2 separate regions of the Pan troglodytes genome follow, and region 2 is linked to region 1. Evidence: chromatin contacts called from public Hi-C data. All regions are on one chromosome and are shown on one strand. Each heading gives the region's core, a stretch centred on a gene start, on an enhancer-like site or on the middle of the called end of the contact. The rest is flanking DNA. Distances are from core to core; before and after follow the strand shown. Region 1 holds the start of CABLES1 (Cdk5 and Abl enzyme substrate 1). Region 2 overlaps TMEM241 (transmembrane protein 241).

What was found. Hi-C and Micro-C count contacts between places; a contact is called where the count stands out from the background.
Region 2: a Hi-C map of stem cell-derived neural progenitor cells shows a contact between it and region 1, with 4 times the contacts expected there. The contact joins the enhancer-like site here to the promoter of CABLES1 in region 1. A contact is called at or near these places in 4 of 7 Hi-C or Micro-C datasets (blood, induced pluripotent stem cells and stem cell-derived neural progenitor cells), 1 of 1 datasets of contacts at active chromatin or transcription factors (stem cell-derived excitatory neurons) and 1 of 1 other capture datasets (stem cell-derived neural stem cells).

The regions. Positions count from the first base shown.
Region 1 is chr17:32,978,815-32,985,645 of NHGRI_mPanTro3-v2.0_pri, forward strand. CABLES1 (Cdk5 and Abl enzyme substrate 1) reads left to right here and starts at 3,925. Exons shown (of 10, transcript XM_016933439.3): 1 at 3,925-4,766. The coding sequence starts at 3,925.
Region 2 is chr17:33,244,797-33,251,627 of NHGRI_mPanTro3-v2.0_pri, forward strand. It overlaps TMEM241 (transmembrane protein 241), which reads right to left. Exons shown (of 16, transcript XR_010151862.1): 4 at 1,117-1,198. Among named protein-coding and RNA genes, the nearest start is that of TMEM241, 36 kb to the right of the region's middle. Within about 2 kb of position 3,190, at least 5 of the 24 cell types and tissues checked have an H3K27ac peak or open chromatin away from gene starts, as enhancers often do. A contact at or near this core is called in induced pluripotent stem cells, stem cell-derived neural progenitor cells and stem cell-derived neural stem cells, where this site is marked.

The DNA of each region.
Region 1 (6,831 bases), core at 2,675-5,174:
AGCTTGTATTATTCCATAATAGTTGACCTCAAGTATGGATGTTAAGAGTAAATCTGGACACTATTCTCTACCATTAAACATCTTCACCAGCAGAGGGCGCAAGAAGATGCATGGGTCTTGGAGTCAGGTTTGTATACTGGCCCACCCCAGCTAAGAGGTAGATGAGTCGGGGCAAATTATTTAATTCTTCTGAGCCTCGTCTGTAAAATATCGATGATAATGCTCTCACCACCACCACAGGGTGGTTATAAAGATTAGAAATACTCTGTGGCTGGCATACAGTAGGTGAACAATAAACCATATCTCAAGATCCCCAAAAGGGGGTCACAGAGGCAGTTTGGAGATTAGACATTGATTCTTGTTTGATGCTTTAATAAGTATTTGAAATTTGTTTCATACTTCACACTTACAGTAGACAAAAGGTTATAGAAAATGAAGGTTATAAAAAATGCATATTGATGGAAACTTTTTGGTATTTTTTAATCGATGTATCATGGTTGTAAATATTTTGGGGGGATGATAGAAACATTTCAATACCCAGCAAAATTGTAAGAAAGCAGACTGAACAACCTTTAAGGATGAAAACCTTAAAAACACGAAATGCCATTTGCCCCAGCATCTATTTAACCTAAGAAAATAATATTGGGTGGTAGCAAGATTTAGAAAAACAAAGGAAGTCATCATCGATTTATAAGAGCAAAAGTGGAAACCACAAATTTATTAAATGCACAGGTTTAAAAGTGTACAGTCTCTCCATCAAATTGAACACTATGTAGTCATTAAAATAAAAATTCTTCCATGCAGAAAAATATTCTACATGGAAAGATAATCACAACACAGCAGGCAAAAATCACAAGAGACAAAACAGCCTGGCTGGGCGTAGTGGCTCATGCCTGTAATCCCAGCACTTTGGGGGGCCGAGACGGGCGGATCATGAGGTCAGGAGATTGAGACCATCCTGGCTAACACGGTGAAACCCCATCTCTACTAAAAATACAAAAAAATTGGCGGGGCGTGGTGGCGGGCGCCTGTAGTCCCAGCTACTCGGGGGGCTGAGGCAGGAGAATGGCATGAACCTGGGAGGCGGAGCTTGCAGCCTGGGCCAGACAGCAGGACTCCGTCTCAAAAAAACAAAACAAAACAAAACAGCCGATTTCACTTTTGTTTAAAAACACACCCAAGGCCAGGTATGACAGCTCATACGTGTAATCCCAGTGCTTTGGGAGGCCACCATGGGAGGACTGCTTGAGGCTGGAAGTTCCAGAAAGGCCCGGGCAACATAGTGAGACTTCATCTCTACAAAAAATTTTTTCTTTTTCTTTTTTTTTTTTTTTGAGATGGAGTCTTGCTCTGTCACCCAGGCTGGAGTGCAGTGGCATGATCTCGGCTCACTGCAACCTCCGCCTCCTGGGTTCAAGCCATTCTCCTGCCCTCCTGCCTCAGCCTCCCCAGTAGCTGGGATTACAGGCACCATGCCCAGATAATTTTTGTATTTTTAGTAGACAGGGTTTCACCATGTTGGCCAGGCTGGTCTCGAACTCCTGACCTCGTGATCTGCCTGCCTCGGCCTCCTAAAGTGCTGGGATTACAGGCTTTAGCCACCGTGCCAGGCCAAATTTTTTAAAAAAAATTAGCCAGGTGTGGTGGGTGCCGGTAGTCCCAGCTATTCGGGAGGCTGAGGCAGAGAGAATCGCTTGAGCTCAGGAGTCTGCAGTGAGCTATGATCACACCAGTGCACTCCAGCCTGGGTGACAGGCTAAAAGAATATATATACATATCTCTGTATAAAATATATGAAAATACAAAACAGAAATCAAAATTTAAGTTTTACGTTACTTCCACAGAAGAGATTGTTAGTGATACCCCCCTTTTTTTTTGCTCCTCTTTGCTTATCTTATGTTCTGAAATTAACATTTATCATTTTTGAATGATGGAAAATATATTTTACAGGAGCACCGTTGGAGTCTTTCACTTAACACTGCCTCCCAACCAGGCCAGTGGTCATGTAAATTAAGTCAATTGTCATAAAAGGGCTTGGAAGTTTCAAGGTAGTTAGCCAAAATAATTAAAATCCTGGTGAAATTTCACAGAGCTGGCCATTGAGCTTTGACTCCACTGACGTGAGGCTGCTGTAAACAGACACCAGGCTCCATGTTTTCAAAAGGCCTAAAAACAGCACAAAATAAAATATAACAACAATTGTTCATGTAAAGGGCCACGTGCCATCTCTGTCCTGAGCAAATGTAACCTGAAACCCTCTGTCTGGCACTCCGGGTTGGCGGCACCTCTCTGGACGGTGTATTTGCTCTCCATTACTCAATTTACTTTCCTGAACTTGAAATGGAGTGGAATTTCAATGTAGAGTTACCCATTAGCTCCAGGGCTAAATTTAAACCTTTAATTAAATTAATCCGTTGATCTGAAACACATTGCTTCTCCCTCAAAAGTGCAGCAGGTTTCTTAGGTGTCACAGAGCTTAATTCAGTGTGGCAATTGTTCCTTACTGCATTTGTTAAGTTGCCCATACCGCCTAGGGAAACCCGCACACGTTTTCAGATCCCTCCAGGTGAACTCCTCCACCCTGTCCCCGCCCCCGCTCCCACCCCCAACCAAAACAAGCATTCGTTGTGGGTGGGGACTGCGACTCCTCCCAGATTCAGAGCTATTGCTCTGGGAGGGTCGTCAGGAACCCGTATTTACAGAAGACATGGTAGGTGCCAAACGTGCTTATGAGATAAACGACAGGGTAACTGTCCACATTGGTCCCAGTTTATGCGGGAGAAGAGATAATAATCTACAAAAATTTGCAAGGTGACCAGGGGAAAAGAGTGTAAGGTCATTTTAGCCCACCTCGGTCTTCACAGAAAATGGAGCACATTTCAGAGCCAAAGTAAAAAATTTGCGTTGTCCTTTGCTAAGAGAGAGATGAAAAGTGACAATACCATGGATTGGGGATGCGTGAGTTCGTTGGCCACATGGAAGATGTTCGTGCTTCTGGGCTCTTATGCATCCCAAGGCGTGCATTTATCCCGGGGGCTGCATCCTTGGCCTGGGAATGAGTAAGACCCAACTGCAATGGTTGTTAGCGATAGCTTTACGGTGGGACAGTCTCCATAGGGGCTGTGGACTTACCCGTGTTATTATGAAAAGGATCTATTTACTTCTTGAGGACCAACGGCCTTGCGGGGTCCAAGTAACTCGCTCGCAGTCCAAAACTCTGCAACGCTCCACATAACCGTCCTGTAGACCCACAACTCTCCCAGGAGCACAGCCCCAGGACCTAACCCACTGGGTTCTGCTCGCTCCCCCAATTCCCAGTGCGAGCGCGCGGGGGAAACGTGCTCGCCTCCCGCACCTGGCTTCCGCGCGCCCCGGGAGTTGCCAACTCTCCCAGCAGGCAGCTCCGACAACCCGGACAGTCGGGCCGATCCCCCGCCCCGCCACCCGCTCGGCTCTCGCGTCCTCCTCTTCCTCCTCCCGTGGCCCCTTGCCTCCCGCCGCCTGCCTCTGCGGCCGCCGCCTGCGGCTTTGTTTTCCTCCCAGGTCGCATTCCCCACACGTGATTCCGTGTTATTGCAAAGAGGGCTTTGGAGCGCGAGCGCGGGGCGCGCGCACCTATAAATACGGACACCCGGCCCCGGAGCCCGCGAGCCAGCGGCCAGGCGACCGGCGGGCGGCCAGCCAGCGAGCCGAACTAGCCGAGCTAGGCAGTGAGGCGTGCGCGTGGGCCGGGGCGGCGGCGCCCCCATCCCGAGCACCGAGGGGCGAGCATGGCCCGCCCGCGGGGGGGCTGGACCGCCGCGCACGCCGCCCGATCCCCGCGCCCTACCCAGCCCGGGTCGCCGCCGCTCGCGCCCGCCGCTTAGCGCTTGGGCGCCGCTCGCTTCTCCGGGCATCGCGGAAATCCCGCCGCAGACGGACACAATGGCGGCGGCGGCGGCCGCCACCACGGCCGCCTGCAGCAGCGGCAGCGCCGGCACCGACGCCGCGGGCGCCAGCGGATTGCAGCAGCCGCCGCCGCAGCCCCAGCCTCAGCCCGCGGCCGCCGCGCCGGCCCAGCCGCCGCCCGAACCCCCCCGGAAGCCGCGCATGGACCCGCGGCGCCGCCAGGCTGCCCTCTCCTTCCTCACCAACATCTCGCTGGACGGCCGGCTGCCGCCGCAGGACGCGGAGTGGGGCGGTGGCGAGGAGGGCGGCGCGGCCAAGCCGGGCGCCGGCGGCGCCTGCGGCGCGAGGACTCGGTTCAGCTTGCTCGCCGCTGCCGAGCGGGGCGGCTGCATCGCGCTCGCCGCGCCGGGCACGCCGGCTGCGGGGTTAGCCGCTGGGTCCGGCCCCTGCCTCCCACAGCTCTCGTCGCTGCCGCCCTTGATTCCTGGCGGCCATGCGACCGTGTCCGGCCCCGGGGTGGCGCGGGGGTTCGCGAGTCCCCTGGGCGCCGGCCGGGCGTCGGGGGAGCAGTGGCAGCCGCCCCGGCCGGCGCCTCTCGCCGCCTGTGCCCAACTGCAGCTGCTCGACGGGTCCGGGACCGCCGGGCAGGAGGAGTTGGAGGAGGACGATGCCTTTATCAGCGTGCAGGTGCCGGCGGCCGCCTTTTTGAGCTCCGGGACTCCCGGGAGTGGGAGCGGCAGTCGGGGACGCCTCAACTCGTTCACTCAGGGAATCCTGCCCATCGCCTTCTCCAGGCCGACTTCGCAGAACTACTGCTCCCTGGAGCAGCCAGGCCAGGGCGGCAGCACCAGCGCCTTCGAGCAGCTGCAGAGGTCCCGGTGAGTATCCGGGATGCGACGCGCACCCAACCCTGCGTCCCTCCCGGCGCCCGGCGCTCCCAGCCTCCCCGCGGTCTCTGGGCTACGGGACACGGGTTGCTCCCATTTTCCCGCGCCCTGCCGGATCCTGTGCTCCGGGCCCGAATCCCAAACCACGAGGGCACCCAAAAGAGGGGGCGTCCCCAGGGAGTGCGGGGTTACACGTGTTTGCACGAGCCCAGCATTCGCAGAGGAGCACCGTGCTTGTGCAGTGGGTCGGGAATTGGGAGTTGCAGGAGCCCAGTAGAAAGCGGCGTCCGAGCCTCCCCACACGAGATCACAAACTTCCTGAAACCCGGTCCAGACCCGGAGGCGCACTCTCCCCGCGTGGGGCGAGACTCGGCCGGGCGCAGAGTGGAGCAGTGCAGGCCGGCAGCTGAGCGGCGCGTGTGAGCCTGAACTTGTAGCAGACACGCGTGACCCTCCGGAGAAGTTCTTGCCTGCGCTCCAAGTCTTCTTGCGGCCCGGGGAAACTTGGCTTTTTCCATTTGCTTTCCTGAGCAATGGAAAGCCCTTCTTACATTGCCTCCAACTAGGCCTAGGGGGGTGGGTAACAAAGAGGAAATAGGGCTTGAGGGTTTTTTTTCCTATTCCAAGATGAATTTGCTTGAGTTCGTTAAACGCTTGTTTTACTTGTTTGTTAGCTGAAGTTATCTGGCGGCATTAGGCGTCTTAGCAAAAACATGAAACGCTGGACGTTTGCTTATTGTTCAGGAAATAGAGTTTGTTACCATGTATTATTCTAAGGGGCAGTCGGAGGTTGGGACTGTGTGAACTGAAGCTTGCAAAAGAAGTAGGCGAGTAGGCGGGAACAGGTGGGGAAATGCAGATCCGTTCCTAGGGAGTGCCCTCCCTTGTTGGTTAATAAGGCCTCTTGTGAAGTTGGCAATAGCATAGACCCTACCTTGACAAAGTTGTTTTAACTTCTTGGGGCCTCAGTTATCCCTTCTGGGAAAGAATGACTTTCTCTGCTAGAATTTCTCTCTCCTATCATGCTTATCTGAAAGCTTGATCTGGCCCAAGTAAGAAGGTGCCTATGGGAAAACTTAACTTCCTCCCGCAATGGACAAATGGGGGAAGAACAGGCCCGCCTCATCCACAAGTTTGCCCCTAGTGTACTTCTTCCGAAGTGGGTGAAATCATGAGGGTGCTAGTTATGTAGCCTCGCTGTTTGAGTGCGCATGGCCCGCAAGCAGGGGTGTGGAGCCGGGGAAGCAGCCTCATAAGTGCATGGATGAATTAGCGACACTGGGCACAGGTGACAGCCCTACCCCAGTATTTCTTGTCAGAGCATGCATCTCCCCCGCAGCAGGTGAGGGCAGGGAGGTGGTATCCCTTGTTTCTGGGTGAGTCCTGCAAACTCAGCGGTTTCTGGGCAGCTCAGTATTACCGCTTGACATCACACACTGGCTCATGGTGACTCCAGACTTGCAGCCTAAGCCCAGCAGTCAAGAGGGTTATGACAGGAATTGTAATAAACACACATGTTATTCTAAGCCAGTGTGCAAAGCTGGCTTGTGTCTCCTGATGGACAGATGTGTCCTCCATGCTAAAGGCAGCTGGAGATCAGATTACCTCGCACGCTTTCTCCAAGAAACTCATTTCAGGGGATATGGAAGATCTTGTGTGTTCGCATTTCTGAACCAAAGAATATCCAGAACGCCATCTCCAATCCTATAAATATGAATCTTTTAGGCGTTTTATTGATCCTTTTCACCTGGGCACACACATTAAGATGAATTAATCACTGGAAGATGCTTCTTTACCTGACAGTCACTTTCATCCTATTTCTGAATAATCCATATCTGGCATCCTGATAGGCTTTTATAAAATTACAGCTGTGAATAGAAACAGCTGAAAATTTGGGTACAAAGGGGAAAAATAGGTTAAACTGATTTAAGAAAGGCGGAAAGGCTAGCTTAACTGTGGAGAGGCTACAGACTTGAAATATCCCAGGATGCTTTGTTGCCAACACCACGCTGCTTGTCTTATCACTAGAGTACTTGCACCTGCCTAGTTGAAGTGT
Region 2 (6,831 bases), core at 1,940-4,439, 270 kb after region 1:
TAAACTGAGGCGGTAAGAGCCTGAGAACAAAGAAGGCACAGCAGACAGCCAGGGCAAGCCTCGTGGTCTGAGCTGAGCAGCAACGTGCACCGTGGGTCAGTTCTCAGGCCCACCCAGGAAGGTTCTTCCCCATTGCATATATCACCCCATCTACTCAAGCTTATGAATCATGAAAGAAAAATGATTATTTAATTTCAAAATTACAGTCCTCACTGCTATTTTGCAACTTTGGAGTTGCTGTCCTAACAACAACATTGTTATCCAATTAGGCAGATTTTATTTGTTTGTTTTTACTGTTTTTATAGCTGAGATCTAAGGGGCTAACATAACAACAAGAATTTTACATTAAAGGACTAAAATGTTTTGCACATTCTGCACTTTCCCCAAAGTCAGAATACAACTATTTTCTAATAGATAAAAACAGTTAGTAGTCATGGTACAAGACTGGAGGAGGTATTAACATCATTCCTGATTTTTAAGCCACCTTCTGTTAATGATGGTTTTAATGGATTCTCTTTTGATGGCAAAATAAATAAATTTTTGGAGTTCCAAATAATGTATCTGGAAGTAACTTAGCTCTTCACAGTTCCTGCATTTGAGGAGCTCAGTCCTGCGAGAAGTGGTGGGAGGACAAAACAGTCAGCTTGTTTTACTAGCTTCCCCGTGTACAGGACATCAACCCTGTGCCAGGCATTTGCATCCATGACCAAGCTCACCAGGCCACATTACCAATGGGCAGGGTTTGGTTCCTCAGAAGCAAGGAGTAGTTTGGGCCCTGCCTCCCTGGTCCTGTGGACAGCCTGCATTCAGGCAGAGTTGGGGCATTCCCACTCTGCCCATCTTCACGGGGAAGCAGTCCCAGCAGGGCCCATCTCTGGCCAGCTCCACGCATACCACTACTCTTTCTTCTGCTTCTCCCTGTGCATCCCCACCTTGTAACACAAGTTGGCCTTCCCTGTTATCTGATTATCTTCAACTCAACAAAAGGGAGTAATAGGTCCCATTATTATCATTATTAAAGTGATTCTTTGCCCTTATTGAGCTGAGGCATGATAAGTTAAAAGGCAAAGGGGAAAGGGAGAGAGGAGTTGTTTCCCCTGAACCTCTAATACTTACCAGTCTGGACAATGCTCTGGACCCAGCATAGATTATACCCACAAACAGCACTGAAGCAGGAAGCCACGCAAGAACATGAGATCTGAAAAGAGGGGAAAAAAGCAATAACACTTTTGCCACTTTTTGTTAAGAAAGACCTAGCTGGAAAGGCTGACCCTCCAGATGCATCAACTACAACAACAGAGGCTGTCTAAACATCCCTGGCAGACTTGTTAAGTGAGATGTGGTCTTTATCGATTGAGTGGTGGAGGCAGATAAAGCCATCCTACCTACAATCCCATCATTACTGATCATCTAGCCTAAGAGATCCCAGAAATGGAAATGGTAAACGCCTTGCTGCAGCTTGGAAGAGAGAACAGATCTGGTTTTTTCCAAGGGCAGTGAACATTATTCTTTGGATTTTAAGTAACCAAAAGTTTTGAATCCACTACAAATTATTAAAAATTGAAAAGGTTATTTACCCAGGCTACACCAAACAGCTCCGTGGAATCACAACAAAAAGAACCAGTTTCAAGGGACGAAATTGAAAAAAAGAATCCCAGAATTTCAGTTGGGTGGCCATAGGCTGGCTTTTTCAACCATTAACCTGGCATTGCTGGAATTCTGGTTCAGGGACCCTTCAAGGACTTCCGAAGGGTACATTTATTTTTCAATTGTAGCCACACCAGGAACTGCTTTTCTCTTACAATTTAGAATCAAAATCCTAGTTCTCACAGACAGTGCATATCACTGAGGTTGCAACCTGCTTCTCTCATCAATTAGAAATGCATTTTATTGGCCGGGCATGGTGGCTCAGGCCTGTAATCCCAGCACTTTGGGAGGCTAAGACAGGTGGATCAGTTGAGGTCAGGAGTTCTAGACCAGCTTGGCCAACATGGTGAAACCCCGTCTCTACTAAAAATACAAAAGTTAGCCAGGCATGGTGGTGGCGGGCACCTATAATCCCAGCTACTCGGGAGGCCGAGGGAGGAGAATCACTTGAGCTCAGGAGGCAGAGGTTGCAGTGAGCCAAGATCATGCCACTGCAATCCAACCTGGGCGACAGAGCAAGACCTTGTCTCAAAAAAATAAAAAAAGAAGTATATTCAATCTACTAATTCAAGTTCCCAGAGTTATCCTAATAATGAATAAAAAGAAATGAAACCATTCCAGCAGGATATAACATAATAATCCGAACTAACTCAATGAACTGATCTCCTGGAATGATGCCTGCTCAAGAAATGTTCTTTGTTAATTTTATTAGCATGGGCAAGCACTCCATCCAAGATCAGGTCTGACCTGTACAACTTCCTGGATAACCTAGCATTTAAATGTTTCCAGTCTAGCAAGGGCCTTCAAACCTTACTTGCTGCATAAATTCATTGTGCAAATACTTACAGCAACTTACAAGGTGCTGAGAATTATCATTAATAGCAGCATCACAGGTAACATTTATTGAACATTTGCCACAAACCAAGCACTTTGCTGGTTTTTTGTTTTATATGTTTTAAATGTGTTCTATGCTGCATTTTTTGTTTTAAATGTTTTATATACTGCATCTTTCTTAAAGTTGCACAATAATCTTATGAGGAAGGTATTTATTATTATTACCCTCGTTGTACAGATGAGGAAACTGAGACACAAAGAGTTTAGATAATTTGCCTGCGGTGAGAAGAGCTGGTAAATGGCAAAGCCAGAATTTGAATTGAGGTCTGTCTGGCTCCAAAGCCCTAGCTGTTAAACGCCCATTCATATTTTGCCTTCACGGACCTCATAATCTAATGGGAGACACTGACATACAAATAGATAAGCTGCAAACACTCAGAGAATTGACCAAGCAGCCAATTATCTGAGGGATATTCTGTTACACTAGTCGTGCTGTAATAGATGTCAGCACCCCCAACCAAAAGATGAACAGAGAAAGGAAGATCCCATCCTCCATTGCAATGGATCAGGGGTGACATCAGTCAATTGCTATTCTTCTAGGAAGCGGCTTTTCCCACTTGACATTAAGCTCACATGAATCAAGGGAGGCAGGATACAGGCCCATGGCCTGTTGTGCACCAGAAGGAAGCCCAGAGCACATACTGCAGGCAGGGCATTGAGGAGGAAGGAGGAGGTGCGCTGGGTGAAACGGCAGCTGGCCTCACTGCGGGAGGCCCAGGACTTTGGAATGTAAGGTCAGCGAGGCCCCAGACATGTGTACTCCATGCCCTCTTAAAACAAAGAAAACTGCTGAGTTATATATTCCAAGAGGCATCAGGGTGTTTGAATGGCCATGGATGTGAGGAAAAGAAAACATGCCTAGGGAACACCTTGTATTTTAACCCTCCTACCCACAAATACAAAGAAATAACTTTAACTAGAAAAGAGATACACAGGACTAGTAGGACCAAACAGACTTCTGGGAAGTGTTAGAGGACAGCGGAGTGAGCGTCTGGCTCCAGACGTGGGACCACCTCCCAGGCACAGGACCCCGGTGCTTGTGTTCTCCGAAGTCATCCCCCTCAGGGCCAACAGGGCCAAAGCAACACACACTCATGGCACTTCAGACACACAGGAGAGGCAGTGGACTGCAGAGCCACCATGCTGTCAGTGTGACAGCTGTCTTTCTCCACCACACACCAACCTAAGACCATAGCCGCTGCTAAGAATAATACATTTGAATCACTGGGAAAATGGCTGACAAAACAGGTGTGGGCAAGGCAAGTGTGAAGGGATAGGGCAAAAAGGAAAAAGAATTAAAAAGCAAAGACTCTTGATTTATATTGTTTCAAAGTACCAAAGGCCTCATTCTACTTTAACCATGTATTTCAATGGAAAATCAAAGAGTATATGCTAAGGGTAGTATATGCAAGAAACGGACACCAGTCAACAATCCACACACAAACGAAAAGCCTTACTACAAAATCAGCAAGTTAATGCACATTTATATGTCTTTAATTAAAATAAATAGATTGTTTCAGCAAAAGATGATTCCCTAGGCCAGGTGCAGTAACTCACACCTATAATCCCAGCACTTAGGGAGGCCAAAATGGAAGGATAATTTGAGTCTGGGAGTTTCAGACCAGCCTGGGCAACACAGCAAGCCTGTCTCTACAAAAAATTTAAAAATTCAGCTGAGTGTGGTGGGTTGAGACTGTAGTCTCAGCTACTTGGGAGGCTAAGGTGGGAGAAACGTTTGAGCCCAGGAGGTCAAGGCTGCAGTGAACCATGATTATGCCATTGCACTCCAGCCTGGGCAGCAGGGGTAAGACCTTGTCTCTTTAAAAAAATATAAAAATAGGCGAGGTGTGGTGACTCACACCTGTAATCCCAGCACTTTGGGAGGCCGAGATGGGCAGATCACAAGGTCAGGAGTTCAAGACCAGCCTGGCCAATATGGTGAAATCCTGTCTCTTACTAAAAATACAAAAATTAGCTGGGTAAAGTGGTGGGCGCCTATAGTCCCAGCTACTCAGGAGGCTGAGGCAGGAGAATCACTTGGATCCGGGAGGTGGAGGTTGCAGTGAGCCAAGGTTGTGCCACTGTACTCCAGCCTGGGCGACAGAGTGAGACTCCATCTCAAAAAAATAAAAATAAAAATAAGATTCCCTGATTTATGTGACTTTCAATTAACCCACTAATTATCTGACTGACAGAGTCAGAAAAGGGAGCTCCTGGATATATTATTAATGTCTCCTCCACCCCTCAAATACACTGTGTCACATGGGTGGGAACTGTATGTGTTTTGTTCATATAAAATAAATGAAAACACTACATTGATAACTGTTATAAAGGAGACTAAAGGACCATGCTATACAATAAGGGAAACTGACCTAATCAGTGAGAATAGGGAACGCTTCCCCATATACGTGATGTTTGAGAGGGAAATTCAAAGTTAAACTGGCTACAGGAGACAGGGTAGAACAGTGCAAGGGACGCGACATTCCAGACATAAACACGGCATGTGCAAAGGCCCTGTGGCAAGAAGAAATTGGAGGAAGGCAAGTGTAGCTTGAGTAGATGGAGGAATAAACCCAGGGTAGGGAGGGAATAATATGGTCTAACTTGTATTTTGACAAGGTTGCTCTGGCTGCAGTATGGAGAACACGTTGGAACAGGGTTAGGGGTGGTGCATTAAGACAGGAAAAAGTTGAAAACGCTTGACTGGAGAAAATCATGAATTCAGTCTTGAAAATTATGAACTTGAGATGCTTTTGGGACACCCAAGCAGAGATATCAAGTAGGCAACTGGATCAAGGATCCTTTCCTGTCCTCTAGTGAGCAAGAATGCACTGTTAAGTATGTCTTACATTTGGTTTTACTGTATTTCCTTATTCTTCAGTTCTGAGAATAAAATATACAAGGCGGGCAGATCACGAGGTCAGGTGATCGAGACCATCCTGGCTAACATGGTGAAACCCCATCTCTCCTAAAAATACAAAAATTAGCTGGGCACGGTGGCTCACGTCTGTAGTCCCAGCTGCTTGGGAGGCTCAGGCAGGAGAATCTCTTGAATCTGGAAGGCAGAGATTGCAGTGAGCCGAGACTGCGCCACTGCACTCCAGCCTGGCGATAGAGCAAGACTCTGTCTCAGAAAAAAAAAGTAAATACACATAACATTTTCTTCAACATAATGTCTCCCTTTAGTTTATTATTACAGCAATAAGAGCCTTCTGTGGCTTGGAAAGACTTTGTCACAAACCTATTCTTCATTGCTATGGTCTGAATCTGCGTCCCCTCAAAAGTCATATGTTGCAGTCCTAACCTCCAAAGTGATGGTACTAGGAGGTGGTGTCTTGTGGGAAGTGAGTATGCCATAAGGGCAGAGCCTTCATGAATGGGATTAGTGTCCTTATAAAACAGCCCCAGGCAAGGCGCGGTGGCTCATACCTGTAATCCCAGCACTTTGGGAGGCCGAGGCAGGCAGATCATGAGGTCAGGAGATCGAGACCATCCTGGCCAACATGGTGAAACCCCGTCTCTACTAAAAATACAAAAATTAGCTGGGCATGGTGGCCCATGCCCATAGTCTCAGCTACTCAGGAGCCTGAGGCAGGAGAATCACTTGAACCCGGGCGGCTTGCAGCAGGCCGAGTAGAGGTTTCAGTGAGCCGAGATCACGCCATTGCACTCCAGCCTGGCGACAGAGCAAGACTCCATCTCAAAAAAAAAAAAAAAAAGGCCAGGCACGGTGGCTCACACTGGTAATCCCAGCACTCCCAGCACTTTGGGAGGCCGAGTCAGGCAGATTACAAGGTCAAGAGATCGAGACCATCCTGGCCAACATGGTGAAACCCCATCTCTACTAAAAATACAAAAATTAGCTGGGCCTGGTGGCCCGTGCCTGTAGTCCCAGCTACTCAGGAGGCTGAGGCAGGAGAATTGATTGAACCCAGGAGGCAGAGGTTGCAGTGAGCTGAGATCGCACCACTGCCCTCCAGCCTGGGCAACAGAGCGAGACTCCGTCTCAGAAAAAAAAAAAAAAAAAAAATACAGGCCCAAGGGAGCTTGTTCACTTCTTGTACCAAGTGAGGATGCAGATGGAAGGCACCTCCTATGAACCAGAAAAGTGGGCCCTCACCAGTCATCAAATCTGCTGGCGCCCTCATCTTGGACTTCACAGCCTCTAGGAGCTGTGATAAATAAATTTCTGTTGTTTATTTATTTATTTATTTGAGATGGAGTCTCGCTCTGTCACCCTGGCTGGAGTGCAATGGCACAATCTCAGCTCACTGCACCCTCCGTCTCCCA